Linked DNA regions of Oryzias latipes: region 1 is linked to region 2. The links are chromatin contacts, called in public Hi-C maps. All regions are on one chromosome and are shown on one strand. Each heading gives the region's core, a stretch centred on a gene start, on an enhancer-like site or on the middle of the called end of the contact. The rest is flanking DNA. Distances are from core to core; before and after follow the strand shown.

Region 1 (7,069 bases), core at 4,190-6,689, 88 kb before region 2:
TTACAATAAAGACTGGAATCAAACTCATGCTTTCATTGTTCCTTTGCTTTGTTTTGTGTGCATTGTCATTTTTAGCCTCCACTGTTCAACACTCTGCTCTTAACCTATTCTATCAAAGTATTCGATGAATGCCTCTATTTGACCGAAAGACTTTGTGGCATGACCAAATGCTATTGAGAGCCAGCATGGCAGTCTTGATCTTGTTGAGCCTCTTTGTTTGTGTGTTGTTAGGAGGGCAAAAAGTGCCGACCTCTATAACCGTGACCCTTCGAGGAGCACAGCCAAATAGGGCAGGATCTCTCAGCCAAGCTGGGGAAACTGTGACTGCAGCTCAAGCAGCTGAGCCCAAGGTGTGTCATGCAGGACACGAGAACACTTACGCTTTTTTATTCTACATTCTTATCCACAGCGGTTTGGCCCCAGTATAATTTGTCCTGACTTTTATTTTAACCCCTCTATCAAGTGTCTAAATACAGTTGCAGTCAGAAGAATTCAGTCCAGATTGTAAATAAGTTGGGTTATGTTTTTGGTTTTTGTTGCCACGTCATTAACAATAAATACATTTTTAATATTTGTCAAAGTAATATGTATTTATTTTACAGTTTTCAAATGTGGCAATCACAGCAAGTGTACTTCTGATTAAACTCCTCTACTAGAGTGCTGGTTTCGGATTTATTAAACAAATTTTTAGAATGTATATTTTCCTTTTTTAAACTGTTAAATGGAATTTTTAAAAGATTCAAAAATGCTTTGCAGTTAGCAGCAAAGTGTACAGACATAAATTTAAAGGAACAGTGAAAACGTCAGGAATACTGCTTCCTGAGGAGGCGGGAAACCACAAACTACAGTGAAAGACTCAACAGTTGTTGCAAAATTAGCTACAACTGCACAGCTAAACTACCAACCTGGTCTAAAAAAAAATCTTGGAGGACAAGATTGGATTCATTCAATGACTGTATCGCGAAATTCAAGGAATGTGTAGAACTGAAACTTTGGCATCAAACCTTCCAACAGGACAATGATCCCAAGTTTGAGACAAAACCTAACAATGGTAGGTTCCAAAAAAGTTCTGAATATTTATCTGTGCCCATCATAAGTTAAATTGCCAATCTTAAACTTAAAAAAAATGTATTTTATCTCTGGTTATTGAAAACCACTGCAACACGCGAATTAAATGGTATAAATTTCAAACACTTAAGAGAATACAGAACATATTTTCGAACATTCAGTTCGAAATATTCAGTTTCGAGTATTCAGTTGCTTTATTAAAACTCAGCTCCAACTCATGTAAGAAGGCATTATTTTTTCACATGAGAAATCTTATTTCTTATTTGTTTTTTTAAACTAATTTATAGTTCCGACATTGAAGTTCAAAGCTGGTTACAAGACAAAACACAATCTTAATCCAGTTTCTATGACCTCTTGTAGATTATCATGCAATTGTTTTTAGCCTGACACAATTTTAGCGCTACAATGCTAAAAAAACTGATGAAGATAGTGAAGAAGTTGGTTTTTTTTTGGCGATAAAATAGGAATCATTTTTAATTTGAAGCTATATTGGTAAATGATTTCCTTGATAAGAACCCTGTTAGTCTATTTCTATGTTCTCTTTACTAATTACAACGATACATTTGCATGCTGTTAAAAATAAAAACGCAAGGTTTTGTGTATTAACATGTTGTGCTTTTGTGCAGCAGTGAAATTCTTGGCCTCGCTGTTTCCATGCGAGAGAAACAACAGACATCCCATGCTGCTGGGACTTCCTGAAGAATGGACAAAACATCAGGAAGAGTCAGTCCATGATGCCCTTGAGGTCTATCCAGTGACTCTGCTGAACTTTTGAACTAACACGCCACTCTTGACCCGTTTTAGGATTGCTCAAACTTTATTCATAATCCTGAGCACAGGTGTACCACCGGGCTTTGTACTCAGCCCGGTTGTCTTCTTCTTATTTATATTGTTTCCTCATCCACTCCTCCAGTGCTAATGGGGAGTTTGCTTTGAATAGATCATTCCTATAATAAATGCTACACTTTTGCAGACCAACCCACTTAACGAGAGTCACTTAGAACAGATTTGGAACGCTACATCCCATTGCTGGGCTGTATGCATGAGTTGCAAAATAAAAGATAAAGCCTAAAGAAATGTCTGTCCTAACCTTACCTGCTGATCTGACCTGCTGTCTGAACATCATTGATGTGAAAAAAATTTACAAGTTAAGAAAAATGTAAAGTAATCCCAAATAAAATAGACTGTTGTGGATTCTATGGTATGCTCTTTCTTCTTTGTCTTAGCAAATGTCTTTGCACAGTTAACAGATGAAACGTTGTGTTCTTTGTTTCTAGTTTTCAGTCCTTTTCCAAATAAAGTGATTTGCCTACAGATGCTTGCTTTGCTCTTGTTCTTGTGTGTCCCATCCCTGCGGCAGACTAAGAGGCTTCGACGAGGCTTTACAAAGTAGCTTACTCATGCACAACTGTTGCATGGCCTTGTTTACAGTGGCAGCATAAACACAGCCCACAGAGTCCAGCATATTTCCTGTCTTAAATTCTTCAGTGGGAGCAGATAAGATAAGGAAAGTGTATCTTCCTTTTTATGCAAGAATTTGAATGTAAAAGACAGAAGCATTTTTGCTGATGCAAACCAGGTAACAACAGATGAGATGTTGGCATTTCCTCTCATGGGTTTTCAAAACCCAATTTTTCAGAGTCCTCAAAAATGTATTTGGTTTGCACAAAGTTCAGTGAAAAAAAATGCATATCAGTCATCTAAGTCCTGAATATTGGTACTATTTTAATTTTAAATTAGCAAATATTTATGCCCAAAAGTTGGATGATAATTTTTAATGTACCGTAACTTTTTAAGGGTATTTTGTTTTGACTACTTTCTTTACAAATCATAAAATGTTTTTTTTTAGTACTTTAAACTCTTAAGAAGTATCGAAATTATTAAAATGATGCAGGAGAAATTAAGTGCATCAGATAAAAATATAAAAATTTCTTTTAAGCAAGGAATAGGTAAATTTCCATAACCCAAAACTATGTACTGTAATATTCTTCTGCTTTTTTACAAAACATCTTAAACAAAAACAAGAGTAATTTAATAAAAGCTAGATTTGCTAGCCTACATAGTTTCTTGAATAATATGATTTAAGAAAATTAAATCTTCTGCAAAAATTCTTGAAAATTGTTAAACCATCTGAAGAAGTTAAACAGAGCCACAAAAAAAACAGTAAGGTGATCAATGTATGCACAATTAAATTTAATTTTCAAAAGTTGACAAATTGTACAGTAGCTGCTAAGTTAGCAAAAGAAATTCCAAAATCAAGTAAAATATCTGATTTATGCTAATTCTAAAAATGCTGATAAATGCCAGAAAAAAGTAATGTTAATTTTTAAAAGAGGAATTTTAATGATCTAAAGCTTATTTAAGGTCATAAAGAATAAAATGATTTAGCTTGTTCTTGTAATAGTGTTTCTTGGCAATAAGTGTTACTTTTGTCTGCCTTTGAAATGGTGCCACATTTGTAAGGAACATACAATGACGAGCAGAGTGGAGGATGTTTCTGTTCAGGAAAAATGTGAAAAGTCTTCTCTATCACTGGCAAACAACTTTGACTCATGAATTCATTACTAGATGATTCGATTTGAAGAAACAAGATGTATGGGCAATTTAACTGATGCATGTATGAGCATTGTGTGGAAGAACCGAACCCTGCTACAACAGCCTGGCACCTCATCCTCATGTTGGTCCTTTGCCCAGTCAGTCTTTAACCAGCATCTGTGGGAAGTCAGCCATAGTTGGGATGCTCTCTCTGGAAAGATCAGGACACTCAAGCTGATCCCACAAGTGTACTGTGGGAAAAGGTCAGAACAGATGACAGTCATTTAATACTCTCCACTCTCAAATTCTTTGATAAACCCCCAGATAAAGTCTCTGATTTACCCCCAGACTTTAAAGATAATTGGTTGCGGAATCTCATATTGATATCTCAGTGCACTAAGATTGTCCATGCAGAGAGATGCTACCAATATTGTCCTGCAAAACCTGACCACAAATATGTAAAGACAACCAACAGTACCTAAGTGCTGACAGGCTGAGGGAACAGTTTATCTCTGACGTTCCACATTATACAGAATCAGGCCCAGATTTAGGCACCCCCACTGTGGGGTGAAGGTAGGGGAAGGTCTGGGTGTGCTGAGGTGTGAAATCCCCCCAGGCCCCAAAAATGCATAGAAAACCATCCTATCATCATATCATCTATCCATGCATCTATATTCTCCTTTGATCTATTTGATGTGTCCAATTCGTTTTATGTTGGATGCTCTTTATGGGCTGCTCTACAGCCCATCATGTTTGGGAGGGCAGTAATGCCATTTGCCCCCTCTTACCCGTGCCTATATCTGGCCTTGTACAAAACCTGTGCTTCAGTGTGGAGATCGTATAACCCACCAGTGCCCTATAAAGATTAGTGAAGGTACACAGCCTGAAATGCAAGGTTGTGTCAGGAAGGGCATCCAGCGTAGAAATCTTTGTCAAACCACATGTGCAAATCACTGAAAGCTGATTCACTGTGGCGACACCTGAGGGGATAAGCCGAAAGGTGAACAACATTGGAGTAGGTATAGAAATGCTTTCAAATGTGGATCCACTCAAAAGCACAATAGTAATTTAGCTTAATAGCTATTTTTATGTTAGTTCCGTTGCTTTAGCTGCCAAAAAAAACAAAAAACTTTTCGTTGAGCATAAAACAACTTTTATTTTGAGTTTCAAAAACCACAAAACGGACTAAAATCAAAAGCACCCGGTTGAAGTTCAGATATATTGAAGAATACCAAAGATTTTAGGATCAATCTGTTTATTTAATTTAAAGTCAATAACCTATAGGAATAAACACAAATGTAGAAACAAATAAGTGTAAAGTACAAGTTTTTTTCCATAAAAATGTAATATTGTGATTCAACGAGCGTTTTCACAAAATATGGGTGCAGCTCTCCAAAATCACCGACAGGTGGCGCGCGAATCAAGTAAATTTACCGGTAATTTTCTGTAAACAAGCCTCACTTATAGTTAGTAAATTTCAAAATAATTCACTAAACTTAGAAAAAACCGTTTTACCGTAATATTTGTTCTAAAGGAGCCAATGAACGAAAAAATGTTTTTTGAATCGTCTTGTTCGCTAAATGTGATGATAGCTTAACTTCCGTAGAATTATTTACTCTTTTTTAAACTAACATTTATTTAGTGTTTGCAGACCTTTGCACGCTCTTTTCAGTGACCCCTGCAGAGTGGGCATGGGAGCTGGAAAAACGCGAGCATCTCCGTCTGGAGGAGTCCCAGCGGAGCCGCCGTAGCATCAAAGTTTCTCAGGCGCTCTGCTCTAACCCGGAGCTCCAGCTGGAGGAAAGAAATCACTGCCCCCAGAGCCAAACCGACACGGGAGAGAGGCTGCATTTAAAACCCGCCCTCCAGCGATCTCCTTCCCCAACTCAATAAAAAAAAAAGAAAAAAAAACACCCTCCCATTTTCTCTCTCACCATTTCTCTTTCACACTCACTCTTCTGTCTTTCCCTCTGTCCCCCCCTCTCTATCTTCCTTTACCTTTATCCCTCGCCTTTTGCTGTCTCTCCCCACCACAATCATGGATCTCTCGGTGAGGTGTTTGTTTCTTTTATCATGTCTCGGCGTGATATTGGCGATAGACTTAGATGCAGCTGATCCAGGCTACTATGTGGAGCCCACTGCCACATCAGAGGCGATCGACTACAAGGATCCCTGTAAAGCTGGTGAGATGTTTTTCCTCTTTCCTCATTGTTTTTGTGGTGCGCTCTGCTGAGGCAGCAGCTCGAATCGGCGCAAACCGACCGTGGAGACGCGTTTGGAGAGCTGACAGTAGTGGATGCAGTTTTGGAAAGAAGTGGGAGAACATTATGTGCAGAGTTGGAAACATTTGAAGCACACAATTGCTTTGGGGAAGCCGATAATAATAGATAGTTTATGTATTAAAAAAACAAACAAAAACAAAGCATGCATTTGTAAGAAAATGGGAAAAAAAAGTTTTAGCTTTTTGTTCAAAAGTCCTGTCAGATGTTTGGAATCATTTTACTGACTTTACTGAGATTTAAAAAGAGAGCTTTATTGTAGGATCTCTTCACATTTCTGGAAATTGTAGTTTTTTTTCTTCTTCTCTTTTCTGCTTATGGAGTAATAAAAGAAAGTGGAGGAGGGGAAAGGGGAAGCTTTGGAGGACTAATGTGTCATTTTCTTCTCATAGTTCTGCATAGTTCATCATTTTTGGGCCTTTTATTGAGGTTTCATCACAAAAAAAAGGGGGGGGGGGGGGGGGTCCACCTGAACCAAACCAACAAGCCTTTTTCCTCCAGTAAAAATATTCCGATTACGATGAGTGGGCTTCATCCAAAGTGACCTCCAAAACCCAAAACGTGCTTACCAGCTGGGAATCTGTCCCTTTCCAGTGTGTCAGCCTTTACAGGAATAAAGTAAGTAGTTTACTCCTCCAGCCAAATGTCTGCTTTCAGCATCTTTCTGCAGAATCAGAGCTTAAGGACGTAAAACTCGATGCATAAACACAACAAAGGTCAAGCTGTGGAGAAATGAAGATGTTCCTTCCTGTTTTTACTCCACTGTTTATGATGAGTCACGCAAGTATTCCCTTCTAAATAAATGTAACATCAGTTTCTTCACATTGGAGCGTATTTGATGACACTGAGTGTGGTGTTGGTTTGAATGGGGTTTCTGAGTTCATCATGTCCCAGCAGAGAACTCAACTCTTCAAGGCAAGGACTTTTTTTTTTTGATGAATAGGCCAGTTTGTTCCAAATGAAATGTCAGCCAACTGGAGTTTTGATGATGGTTTTCCATGGAAAAGTCACCTGCTTTCTCCTTCTGACCTTGCAGGAAAATATCCAATATCTCATCTTCATGACCTCCACACAGCCTGTGGTCAAAGGCGGTGTTGATGGTTCTTGGTTTATTGATTTTTCTCTCGTTTTTCCTCGTTTGTCAGTTGCATCATAGCGTTGAGGCAATTCGATCACTTGCTGTGGTA
Region 2 (6,420 bases), core at 3,050-5,549:
CTGTCCTTCCTCAGAGCCACTTTAGGCTGCTTGATATTTGAAGGTTATGGACAGACGGAGTGCACCAGCGGGTGCACGTTCTCCATGCCGGGGGACAGTAGCACAGGTGATTCTCCCTTCATTGACATTTTTGCTCTTGTAGAGGATGTTCCTCCTCTTCCTCAGCAGGGATGTGGGTTGGCTCTTTCAGGTCACGTTGGTGCTCCTTTACCTTGTGCCATGGTGAAGCTGGTGGACATCCCTGATATGAATTACTATGCTAAAAATGGAGAGGGAGAGGTGAGCTGGTGTCAATGTATCCTGCATTTGCCCTCTAGAAGCTGGCCGAACTGTGTGATGCTTCATCAGATCTGTATTCTCAGATCTGTATTCAGGGCCCAAGTGTGTTCAGAGGCTACCTGAAGGACCCGGAAAGGACGGCAGAGGCTTTGGACAGCGAGGGCTGGCTTCACACTGGAGATGTGGGCCAGTGGCTAAAAGTAAAACACTTTCTACTACGTGTGTTATCCGTCTATTTTCCTTTTCTGTTTTTTGTGTGCAAATGTTGAGTCACTAAACACCTGTTTTCTAGAACGGCTCTTTGCGAATCGTCGATAGAAAAAAGCACATCTTCAAGTTGTCCCAGGGGGAGTACATTGCCCCAGAAAAGATAGAGAACATCTACATGCGTTCCACTCCTGTGCTGCAGGTGTTTGTCCACGGAGACAGTTTACAGGTACTGCATTAGGTCGCCATGTGTTTTCTACTGCAAACCACCATTGGTCGCTACTTGAATCCTTCACATCCTTTTGTGCATCAACAGTCTTATCTGGTTGGGATTGTTGTGCCCGACCCAGAAGTTTTTGTTGACTGGTCTAAAGAGAGAGGCTTCATGGGGTCCTACAAGGAACTCTGCCAAAATCCTGTAAGCCAAACCTTTTTTCACAAACATCCTTTTGATTTAACCGTTTCAACAGGTTTAAAACACAGACTCTCCCAACAGGATGTAAAGAATGCAGTACTAGAGGACATGAGAGGTGTGGGGAAGGAAGCCGGGTTGAAGTCCTTTGAACAGGTAAGCAGACTCTTCTTAATTGAATAAGCTACGAAAAGCTGCACTACAGTGAACACATTTCATTTCTCATCTCAGGTAAAGGATCTTTATTTGCATCCAGAGATGTTCAGCATCGCCAACGGCCTTCTCACGCCGACCCTGAAAAGCAGACGCAACGACATCCGCCAAGTCTTCCAGGAACAGCTGTCAAGCATGTACAGCAAGACGCCACTTTGACTCAAAACACCAGACGCCAACGTCCATAAAAGGAAAACATAAGCTGAGTTTTGGAGGGAAGAAAATAGTCCCCAAATTCCTGTAGTGCTTACAAGAGAAACCCACCTGTTGAGCATGTTGCTGCTTTAAAAGAGATTCTTTTTCCTCTTTTCTCAGATTTCTCTCCATTCCAGTGTCATTTAAAGTTTACTCCATGACTCACAAGAACATGTTTTGGGAACACCAATTCTTTAATTGTAGAATCACATCATAAAAAGTCACCCAGAGTCATAAAAATAACATTGTCTTTACATTGCACTATTTTCCTAAGCAACCATGTAAGGGAATGTGTTGTGTGTACATGGTTCTTCTTGAACATGCACTAACTGGAGGTTTGTGCGCTACAGTAACCCATCATCATCGTGAATATGGCTGTGGTACTAGCTAATCCTATTAATGATTTCATCACAGAAAACGGGAAAATATGCATCCTAATCTACAGCGAATTGTAATAAATAAAAAAATAAACTATTACAACTGGACTTCTTCGCTTTAACTTTAAATCAGTCTATTGAGAAACTAGTTTTGTACTCGTTTATTATTTCATGATTATCGTTGATATTAAAGATTGTCATAGAAAATTAGAAAAAAAAAACATTTTTATATATCAAACACTTCCCCCTGCATGACAACATATTTAGCAGTTTCTTCAAAAATGTAGAAAAGAATAATAAATAATAGTTAACTGGTTGTAAAACCGTACAGAAAAACAAAATGACATTAGAATATCTTCATGTATATCATGTAGTGCTTTCTACCTTGACCACGATTCACCAACTCAGGGGTGGAACAAATGAGTGCAATGGCAGAAGGATTTGGTCCCAGACTAAGAGAAGCCAAAAACAAACACTGGCTTCAATCCCTGGTGTTGAGGAACAGAAAGGACGCTCTAGAAAGCCAATATTGTGTGAGGTCCTGTGCTAATAAACAAAACTACCCACTACTAACAATAAAAGAACAGTGGATGTGAAATTTGGGGGGGAATCTAAATGTCGTAGCCAGTAGTGACCACTAGAGGGGGTCCCAAGCCTTTCAGATCTGGGCAGATGTCTGCCATCCTTCCAGGATGAGCCGTCCACTTTCCAAGGTAGTTATGATTCTATTATAGATGATTTATTCCTTGGAGGGACAATGTGGACACATTAAACAGTGGTTATAACAGATAAACGGTGTAAATTATTTATCCTCATGGCACAGAGCTACGAATAACATGAGATCAAGTTAAAGAGCTAGTGTTTCCTTTTTTTTTTTAAACCTGCAGTTTATTACAAAATGATTAATTTCAGTGTTAAATTATTTCTTTGTCAGCCAGTTAGTAAGTCTCACTAACAAAGTAATCAAGACCTTTTCTGTACTTCAATCCTGAATTCTCTCACCTATAATATAAAACTCAACTTGACAGAAATCCTTAACTTAAATAAAAACACAACAACTTCTTGGCTTATTTTGCACTTTGCTGACGGATCCGTTTTTCACGGCACTGGGCTGCTTTGAGTCTTTGTACAGACAAAGAAACAGGGTGTCATGCAAAAAAAAAAAGAGGGGGGGGGGGGGGGGGAGATGAGGCCACGAGGAAACAAACTGATAATCAAGTTAAGGCCAATGCAGTCGGTCTGAATCCCAGAGAGCTTGAAAAGAGCAGAATCCATTCAGAAAGGCATGACAAGAGCACCTCCCAACATTCGGCCTTCCGTCCTCAGTCGTCCGCAACAATGGACAGAGCCCGCAACTCGCTGAGCTTGGCCTCCGTCTCCTTCTGCCTCTGGTCGTCGGTCATGCCTGCCTGGTCGATCTGGTCCGTTAAATCATTGAAGATCTTGTACATTTCAGTGAAATAGACCACCTGTTGTGCAAAGCAAAAACAACAAAAAAGAAAAGAAAAATTGGAATCTTTTCTTCTAAAATGACTTTAAAGAGGGTTCATCCAGAGCAATCATAAACAATGCTTTCACTAACTAGACTTGCTAAAGCTGGTGGTCTCAAAGCTCTACGACCCTCCAAATGATGAGCGATTTGAAAAGAGGGAGCCCACAGACAAAACAAGCCCCCCAAAAAGGAGCTTCTTTGGGGGGCAGTGACCCTGCTTTTCTCTCTCAATCTGAACAAGAGATAGTGTTCTCTGAAAGCTCTGTTGACACTCCTCGCCCCTGCTTCTTCCCCTCAGTTCATGAGTCAGGCTCCCTAGAGAGTTGCTTTGATGATTAATAGGCTTTAATCACATTACAAGACTCCAGAAGAGTGGGCAGAGAATGAAAGTACAGGGAAATACAACCCCTTGAAACCCACACGCAAATCTCAATATTTACACATGAAGCAATGCAAACAATGCTGTACACTTAAGGGCAACATCTCCAGCTACTGAAACAACAATTTCCATTGCAGACAAAACCAACGATGATTACTAGACAAGCAGAAGTCACTGCTGAGCTAAACCGATTTGCAGCTCAAGAACTCTGTCAGAACGGAGAGTTTTTAAGAAGTAACAAATCTCCAAATGAAATCTTAGAGCCTACAGCACCTTGTAAAACCTTCTCAAAGTGCTCAGATTGAATGATGTTGCCTGTTTACATCAGTGTTTACCAACTTAACCACACACGTGGGACATAAGTATTGGGTTACAGCTGTTTGTAGGGGTAAAGCGGATACATTTTTTTCCCCAAACGTGGTTTTCTCAAAGTTCTGTCGGAAATGTCCACATAAGAAGGGATGACAAAAACCTGGGCGTGTCCTCCACAGTAATTTCAATAAAAATCAAGTTTGTTTTGTATGCTAAACAATACAAACTTGGAGCAAGTTTGCTAACTGTAAGTTTAAAGTGCATCACGGAAGATAATCTGGTTTACTTTGACTAACTCAGAATGGCCTAGTGGACATGGTGGCGCTTTCTTTAGACTCCCAGCTGCTTTAAGAAGAGCTCCAGGTTAGAGGAAGGCCTGCAGGACCGCAGAGGAGCCAGACAGATGAGGCCTTCCACACAGCCGTGTGTGGGTTGTCGCTGGGGGTTAATCACATTAGTGCCGCATGGAAAGAAACAGACTGCCTGGGTTATACACACCCCTCCTCAGACACTTATTCAATGTTGAAACGACTGTTGGACGGGTGTGTCTGTACAGCTGTGATAGACTCTTCAGCGAGGGCTACCAACCTGCGCCCGGATAAGAGCCTCAAAGCTTGGCTGGAAGTAGTCGATCCGGCTCTGGTAGAACTTGGGCATCTCGTCCAGCAGCTGCTTGTTCTTCGCCTCAAAGTCTTCCTTGACTGGTCGGAGCTCTTCTTTTGCCTGGTGGTGAAAAGAGGAAAAACGGACACAAGGTTCGGACCTTCCTCTATTAGCTCAAACAGACCAGCAGCAGGTGCTGCAACATTTCACTTGATAGGAGTAAGAAGCAGTCATTTGCTAGGTTTGGGTAAATGTAGACCTGAAGGCATCAACGTGTCCTTGTCATTTTAGTTTAGAAAGATGTTTTTGAATTCCCACGGAGATGCGGTGCAAAATGGCTGTAATCACGACCACGGTGAGGAGGAGTCGGTAATGTGGGAAGACTTGGCTGCGGGTGGACTGCAGCACCACTGATCTCTGTGTGAATGTATTAGTGGGCAGTCTACTCAAGGCACGAAGTTATGGAATGCACGATGAATAAGGGTGAGATTTTTTTCCGTCTTTTTTATACTGAGGGGAAGGGGAGGTGCAGTATTCAAACAGAACCATATTGTTGATCAGTTGTACATGTTTTTCCGTGGTCATGGTAAACATATACAGTTTGAGAATCATTTCTTTAGGTCCAGAGCTACTTAAAGGGCAAGGATGTAGGGGCCTCTTCAAGGCATTGTTCCCCTGACAGTGCTTTTCTCAGCATGTGTGGGTGGATCACCATGTGAGAATGTGTTAGAGGCAATATCATAGGCAACGCTGCAGCGCTATCCATGAATGTGTGTGCTTCTGTAGTGGCCTCACGGTGTATATATATGTGTGTCTACAATTCTCAATTACGTGCCTGTAGATGTGCAGCAGCACCTTTTTGAAAAGCCAGTCCTTGAGAGGCTGGTAGCTTGCGTGGGTGAAGCACTGCACATGTACACTATACATGCGCTCAACTATTTTTGTTCATATCCAGTCAGCATTTGTGTCTTTTTTGCACTTATTCGGGCTCTATGCTCTATTCACAACATGTGAGAGCAGGTGAGCGGCGCTCCGCTCTGAGTCAGAGGGGAAAACCGTCACGGATCGACAACATGCAGCGAGGCGCGCGCCCGCACCTGATGCAGCTTCACCATGACGGGCCCGGTTTTGTCCTTCTCTTCATATTTCTCCACTTTAGATTGCAAACGCTTGTAGTCCTGCAGGGCCTGCTCCCGACGTTTCACCGCCATGTTGAGGCTGGGGAAGACGCCGCTGTACCTGAGACCAACAGATAAAACCAGAGCATTTCTTTAGAGAACCGTACCTCACCAAGAACACTGGGGCATGCATTCTGTATTGCATCTCAACTAAAGTCATTTTGATTTCATATCACTATCAAAGAGGCACTTTGAAACCCCCGAGGACAGCTTTGCATTAAGCCTCCTCTCATCCATCATCTAATTACTATCGTTCAGAATAGCATGAAACATTTCATTTTGTGACAATTATCATATTCCACATGAAAATATATTCTTGCAACAAGATTCCTGGTCTCTCGCACTAAAAATAGAAAAACATTAATCTGTAACTTAGCAACAGGAGTCTGAGCTTCATCCTGGGACTTGTTGCACTGGTTTTGTTCCGGATTTTAATGGAAAACGGGAAACATGTCCACAAGGATATTTTAAATCCAAACATTTAACAAACAGAAAAAAAAAGTAATGAAAAAAGTAAACCCAAAGTTATGACCCATCCTAACTTTAAAATGAAGTGGATAAAATTATTTACACTCGTCAAATATGTACAACCAACATTCAGGAAAAGTGGGAAGAAGGATAAAGACAAAAAACAGACTAAAATAAAATTATGTAAGAGTATTTGTAGCAGTTACTTTTTTGTTTTCTTTTGGATTGAGCCATTTAAAGAATATTCTATGATGTGCAAACCTTTTATCTTTTGAGTTCACATCAATGGCAATATTTTGTCTCAA

What was found. Hi-C and Micro-C count contacts between places; a contact is called where the count stands out from the background.
Region 1: a contact with region 2 is called in a Hi-C map of embryo, with 2.4 times the contacts expected there. The contact joins the promoter of LOC100125511 here to the enhancer-like site in region 2. A contact is called at or near these places in 3 of 5 Hi-C or Micro-C datasets (embryo, fibroblasts and gastrula embryo).

The regions. Positions count from the first base shown.
Region 1 is chr9:17,053,691-17,060,759 of ASM223467v1, reverse strand. It overlaps LOC100125511 (bone morphogenetic protein 1), which reads left to right and starts at 5,439. Exons shown (of 20, transcript XM_004072482.4): 1 at 5,439-5,786. The coding sequence starts at 5,642. kansl3 (KAT8 regulatory NSL complex subunit 3) reads left to right here. Exons shown (of 22, transcript XM_011479327.3): 21 at 232-350; 22 at 1,698-2,382. The coding sequence ends at 1,700.
Region 2 is chr9:16,964,715-16,971,134 of ASM223467v1, reverse strand. bin3 (bridging integrator 3) reads right to left here. Exons shown (of 9, transcript XM_004072478.4): 7 at 5,567-5,708; 8 at 4,455-4,589; 9 at 1,833-3,152. The coding sequence ends at 3,006. LOC101168717 (long-chain-fatty-acid--CoA ligase 1) reads left to right here. Exons shown (of 20, transcript XM_004072479.4): 14 at 1-106; 15 at 191-279; 16 at 363-479; 17 at 572-715; 18 at 803-904; 19 at 983-1,054; 20 at 1,130-1,791. The coding sequence ends at 1,270. Among protein-coding and RNA genes, the nearest start is that of LOC101168717, 18 kb to the left of the region's middle. Within about 2 kb of position 4,299, at least 3 of the 8 cell types and tissues checked have an H3K27ac peak or open chromatin away from gene starts, as enhancers often do. A contact at or near this core is called in embryo, where this site is marked.